Linked DNA regions of Zea mays: region 1 is linked to region 2. A link is a contact called in public Hi-C data. All regions are on one chromosome and are shown on one strand. Each heading gives the region's core, a stretch centred on a gene start, on an enhancer-like site or on the middle of the called end of the contact. The rest is flanking DNA. Distances are from core to core; before and after follow the strand shown.

What was found. A called contact is a pair of places that touch in the nucleus more often than the background predicts.
Region 1: a contact with region 2 is called in a Hi-C map of tassel, with 2.6 times the contacts expected there. The contact joins the promoter of LOC100285860 here to the enhancer-like site in region 2. A contact is called at or near these places in 4 of 25 Hi-C or Micro-C datasets (ear, endosperm, leaf and 1 more).

The regions. Positions count from the first base shown.
Region 1 is chr9:122,330,755-122,333,493 of Zm-B73-REFERENCE-NAM-5.0, reverse strand. LOC100285860 (trehalose-phosphate phosphatase) reads right to left here and starts at 1,427. Exons shown (of 11, transcript NM_001158750.1): 1 at 1,273-1,427.
Region 2 is chr9:122,279,832-122,282,831 of Zm-B73-REFERENCE-NAM-5.0, reverse strand. No RefSeq gene overlaps it. Among protein-coding and RNA genes, the nearest start is that of LOC100285860, 51 kb to the left of the region's middle. Within about 2 kb of position 1,516, at least 19 of the 20 cell types and tissues checked have an H3K27ac peak or open chromatin away from gene starts, as enhancers often do. A contact at or near this core is called in ear, endosperm, leaf and 1 more, where this site is marked.

The DNA.
Region 1 (2,739 bases), core at 178-2,677, 51 kb before region 2:
AGCACACCTAACAACCAACATACCAATCAGTTCCAAGCACAATAATTGTGCACAATCACAGCATACACTACAGTAATGAAAAAAAAACAAAAAAAGTGTTGACATGTAATGTCTAATGAAACGCCACACCACCTAATGCAAAAATAATTGACCACATTGAACAGCGTAGTTCCTGTTTCTGTCTTGCAAGTTTTAAAAGGAAAAAGACAGGAGTTACAAGGGAGGAAAATGAAAAAGACATCAGCTGGTGCCCATGATTCCTTTATGGACTACCACATATTAGTTGGAAAATGATGTTTGATCCATCCATCATTAAGAATTTAAGGCCAAATCACAACAATTGAATAGATGGTTTGGTGAGACCCATGTGTACTAATGGTAGATGCACGGCTGCTGGCATCGGAAAAGTCTCCACCGTGGTGAACTGCACAGGGTGCCCATGAGAACACTGAACACACATGGTAGTGTTCAGCAGTGGCACTGGAAAACAGAAGGGAAGCACATAATTGAGACTTAGGTCAGTAATCAGCGCGTATCATCACAGAACTAATCGACTGGACCATCGGTGCATGTGCATCTATCAGCCACTTAATAATCCTCTACAGCAGACGGCGCCAACCCAGGCTTGCAAGAAAAGCCTCGGCGATGCAAGTTGCAACATGCTTCTCGCAACGGCGGCAGTGAAAGACACAGCTCCCACCAACCCCAGCCAACAAGAACAAAATACGTGGGGGCCCTCGAGGACAAAGCCAGATCGGGTGCAGTGCGACAATCATCAACGATGTCTTTTATTTCCCTCCCAGACTCCCAGTCGCGATACATCCAAAAAGAATCAGCAAAAGGGCAAGAAAAAGGTACGTCTCCAGACCAGTTGGACGAACCCCGTCTCGGCCGCAGGGACCCCCCGCGAGGAAGAATCCCACACAGGACACAGCCAACCAACACGAGCCCACGGCCAACACCGTTCTCCGGCTCCCCTCCCTTCCCTCTGCATCCCACCTGCTCTCTCACGGCCGTGTTGTGGGCGGCTCGGTTAAAAAACTCGGCTTTGGGGTGCCTCATACAGTTCCACGCATGGGACGGGACAGATTCCCCATGGGGACGACGGCCGTCGCCGTCGCATGGGGAGGCGGAGACGACAAGGAATACGCACGAATAAGAAAGAAAAAATTACACGAACACGACAAGCGATTCTGCGCGAGATCTACGAGTGCCAGATGAGCCACGTGACATAGTTTCCAAGGGGACCGATCTCGGGAGGAGAAGCCTTACCGGACGGAGGTAGCGGGCGAGGTTATATCCAATGCCGGCGCCGGCGAGGCCCCCAACGGGGCTTGGAAACGACCTGGCGAGAGGCGGCGACGGAGAGGGGATTTTGGGAGCGGCGGCGACGGAGAGGGAATTTTGGGAGCTGGGAGAGAAAGGAGTGGAGAGGAGAGAAGTTGGAGGAGGGCGCGTATTAATATAGGCGGCGACAGTCGCCTCGCTCCTTCAGTCCTCTTTCTAGAAGCGGAGGCGGAGAAAGCAGTCACCGGTTATCTCGGTCATCAGCGTTTCGCCTCGTTTTCGCTGGTCACGGGATTAACCCCAAAGGCCAAAGCGACCGGGGCATGGACTATGGAGGATCGCTGGCGCGAGCTTTTGCTCACGCGAGCGGGTGGCGGGAAGTGACAGGAGGGTTCGCCTGGTCCAGGCCCCACACATGAGGCCTTGTTCGGTTATTCCCAGTACACATGGATTGAATGTGATTGAAAAAAATTCTTAAGAAATTTGACTTGTTTGGGATTTAAACTCATCCAATCTCATTCAATCCACATGAATTGAAAGCTAACCGAACAAGGCCTGAGCGAGGCAAGACAAAGATTAGGCTCGCCATGCGTGGAGTACAGATGAACAAATAGATCTTGCTCATCTAACAAACTTATAATATGTGTGAGTGGGTTATAACTACCGCATCAGATCGTGTATATGACCTAAGTTGTATGGCTGATCTAAATCACTCGAAATATTTTAGTGTTACATTGACTCAGCCTGATATTTTGGATTGTGTTTGGGTCGAAATCGTGACCCAAGGAGGGCACAGACAAGGTCTGTTTAAGACAGACAAAAAAATGGATCATACGGAGGCATGAAAAGGCTCATATATTCATTAAGTGCTAGTTTGAGAACCACATTTTCTTAATGGATTCGTATTTTCCACACTTTCATATACTTTGATAAAGAATGAATCTGGAGTTGATGCTAATTAGATGTTTCTTTTGTAGCTTTTGAATTAGAGGATATGGTGTAGAACTTATGAACTCTATGTAAAACTAACTGTAGCCTTTTTCCCTTCTGACCAGAGGGGTTTTAATGAGGCAGTCATTGCACAGCTCTAGTAACTTAATAGAAACTTAGTAATTTCATTTGTCTTGTTTTTTATTCTTTTTTATTAGATTTAATGTGTTTTTTGGATTTTATAATTTTGTTTTTTGGATTTTATAATTTTGGACAGTCTAAAAGTAGCTCGGCAGGTTTAAGCAATAATACGTCGTATCGTCGGTCGCCTCGCACAAGTTGGCCTAAAATTTAGATGTGGTGAACCTTGAAGTAACTGCATTGTTTACATAATATAGTTCGAAATATGAGATGCGGATGAGTAAGCTGTTAGAGATAGTTTAATAGACTCCACGTCATATTAATGATAATGTATAAGAAAAAGAATAAAGAGAAGGAAAGTGTTAGACAGTGTGTGGGTCG
Region 2 (3,000 bases), core at 267-2,766:
ATCCGGAAACATTTTGATACTCAGCACAGAGAGGGAGCGGTGAGTTTTCGTGAACAACGGAGCTAATAGTCTAATGGCTAAGAAATTTCTAGTTAGCTAACTTTTAGCATATTTTAGCTAGATTGGACCAGCTAATAATGAACAAATGGTTAGTTAAAGGTAGAGCTAATAGTTAATTAGACTATTAACAGGAAGTGTTTAAGGTGTTTGATGTAATAGAGTTAATATTTAGTTGCTAAAAAACGGAGCTCAACAGAGCTCGTTGCGCACGTGGTCTTGGTTGGAGCATCGTCACCATGGTTTTGTCTCAGTGCGAGTATATGCACCGGGCGTTCGAGCGTCCACGAAAAACTCAGCACGCGCGTGCGTGGCGCTGACGGTGAAAGCGTGGACTCAAACAAAAAAAAAAGTCGGCGGGTGGCATGCAGTCTGGAACCATGACACGTACGAATTACGTGTGGGTCTGCCTGATTTAAATATTTTTCTCTGAATGAACAATGAGAGGGCGGGCAGCCGGGCCCGGGCAAGCCAGTCCATCCCAGAATAATAATCACCGACGAAACCAAGCAACAACTGAGCAACGTCAACGCGCGAAAAATTCTGCAGAAGCTTCAGCTAGCCCGCCGAATCCAGGCATCCTCCAGCGGCGTCGTGGATCCTACGACGTCGTCTGTCACGAAGCAAACTAATTTCTTCTTTCCTATTTTGCTTTCCATTAACGACGACCACGAATTAGTATGATGACTCAGAGTACGTGCCACGCAACTACTCCGTTGATTTGGTTTATTTAATTTCTTGTTGCGCGAGGAAAAGGAATATTAGTATATTTTTTTAAAAAAATAGTACAATGTATATATAAGTACGTCTCTACGGTAGTAAATGTAGCTTGGAAACTTTTGCCACCGCTAAAGTACGTACGCGTATGATGCCATGCCGGTGGCGTGTTTGACAACTTGATTTGCTCCGTTTTGTTTGTTTGTTGATTACTTACTGTATACTATGAATGTTCGATACTCTGACTGAGATCGATAGTAGGTGGGACGATGACTTGTGCTCCAAGGAAGACGTTTAGGACGATATCATTTTATAAATAAAAAACTATGGCTGCTGATATAAAAAAACTACACGGGTGTTGATTTGCTAGTCCCCTCTTGTACATGTCACGTTAGATTTATTCTGAATCGAACATTATAGTTTCCACTAATATTTTAGAAATTCTTAGTATTTACTCTCTCTGTTTTTTTATTTGCCACGGTGTAGTTTCAAATAAACTAACGAACTTCAAATATCCGAGAACGAAAATAATATAATTTTATGATACATTATGCATAGAGACTAGAGAGAGAGCACGTGTGTGTGGATTCGTAGCACTATCTCACGAGTTCGCGACGCGGCCGAAGCACCACCCGGCCGACGGGTAGGACGTCGATGGATGGACATGGACGGTGTGGGATGACGAGGCGGCGCGATAAAAATTTAAGCAACGTGCAACATGCATGCACTGATTTGACGAGATTGCCCTCCGCCTCTGCAACGGAACGCACGGTGCAGGTAGTTGGCAGTTGGCACCGAACGCGCGCTACTGGCCTAGACGCCTAGTACTAGTTTGTTATTTCCGCACGTTGCGCCATATGCTAGCGGTGGTAGTTGCACGAATTGAACTATATACATACATTCGTAAAGAAATGAGCTCGTTTGCGGCATGCAAATGCAACGCAGGGAACGTGACAGCGACACACAAATTTTGCAGAGACTTTGTTTTTCGTTCTTAGAACAATCCCGTACCTTCCAAAGTACTTACTTCGTTTCAAAATAGCAGTTGTTTTTAAAGAGTTAGTGAGTTCACACAATTCTTGATACATGTGTTTTGTATATGTGTCTAAATTTACCATCATTATAAATATAGACATAAAAGTTAAGAGCTACAACGATTAATATTTTAAAACGGGGAGTAAATAATGCATCATGCATGGTTCGATCAAAATCAGCTGCGTCTTGCATATGTGCTGGAAAGAATCCAAGCTAGGTCACGATGAGTCAGCAGCTGTATTGCAGAGCCAGCCTTTTTTTTACCGGTTCCAAGCTGCAAAGCAAGCTGAAGCTGCGACACAGAGCTGCTAGCTGTGTATATGCATGCACATGCACTCCTACATAGCCGTTCGAGCTAGCGTGTACGTAGAGACCGATTCACAGCTGCATGCTACAGTGCTCTGACGACGTGTCGCCAGATCACCATCGTGCTCTCGCGTGCAGCCTAGGGCTCCCAGAATGCACGTTCCCGCGTGATGCGTGGCAGACTTGCGGTGCAGTGCAGGCGTCGTCGCGCTGGACGTGACTGGACTCGTCGTCCTGTTGCGTACGGCAGTACATAACGTGTTAGTGCATGTCTGGGCGGAGTTGCAGAGCTACGGCCCGTTTTCCTTCCTCTGTCCTCCCACTCACCCAGCTGGCATGGCAGGTTGATGACATCGGACGCCGAGGGCGCATGGTGAGCCAGCCCATCTTGCGGGTTAAAGCTGTTAGAAATCAGTGGGCAACCCAGTGGAGAGAGACAGAGAGAAATGACAAGACTGTTGTCTTTATTGCAGAGTGTCATGTATTTATACAGGGGATACAAAGTCTCCCAAGGGGTGTGTCCCTTGGGAGTAACTGTCAGTTGATCACAGGACAATATTTTGTAACACTCCCCCTTGATCAACCAATATCCATTTGATCATCTGCAAGCTGTTGTCCAATGTTTCATCTCCTCAAAAACCCTGTGGGAAAAATAAGGAGTACACAATGCTTTTGGATCATGAGTAAAACTCACATTGAACTCCAAAAGAAAAATATGCTTGTAATCATCATTCGTAAAAACCCCCTTGGGGAAAAATCAATGATGAAGCATATAGCTTAGTTGATATTACCTCGTTAAAAACTTTGGATGAGAAAACCTCAATAAGGCAAAACTCATACAAAGAAAAGAGCGTAATATGATGGTTCAAAACAGGTCAAATATCA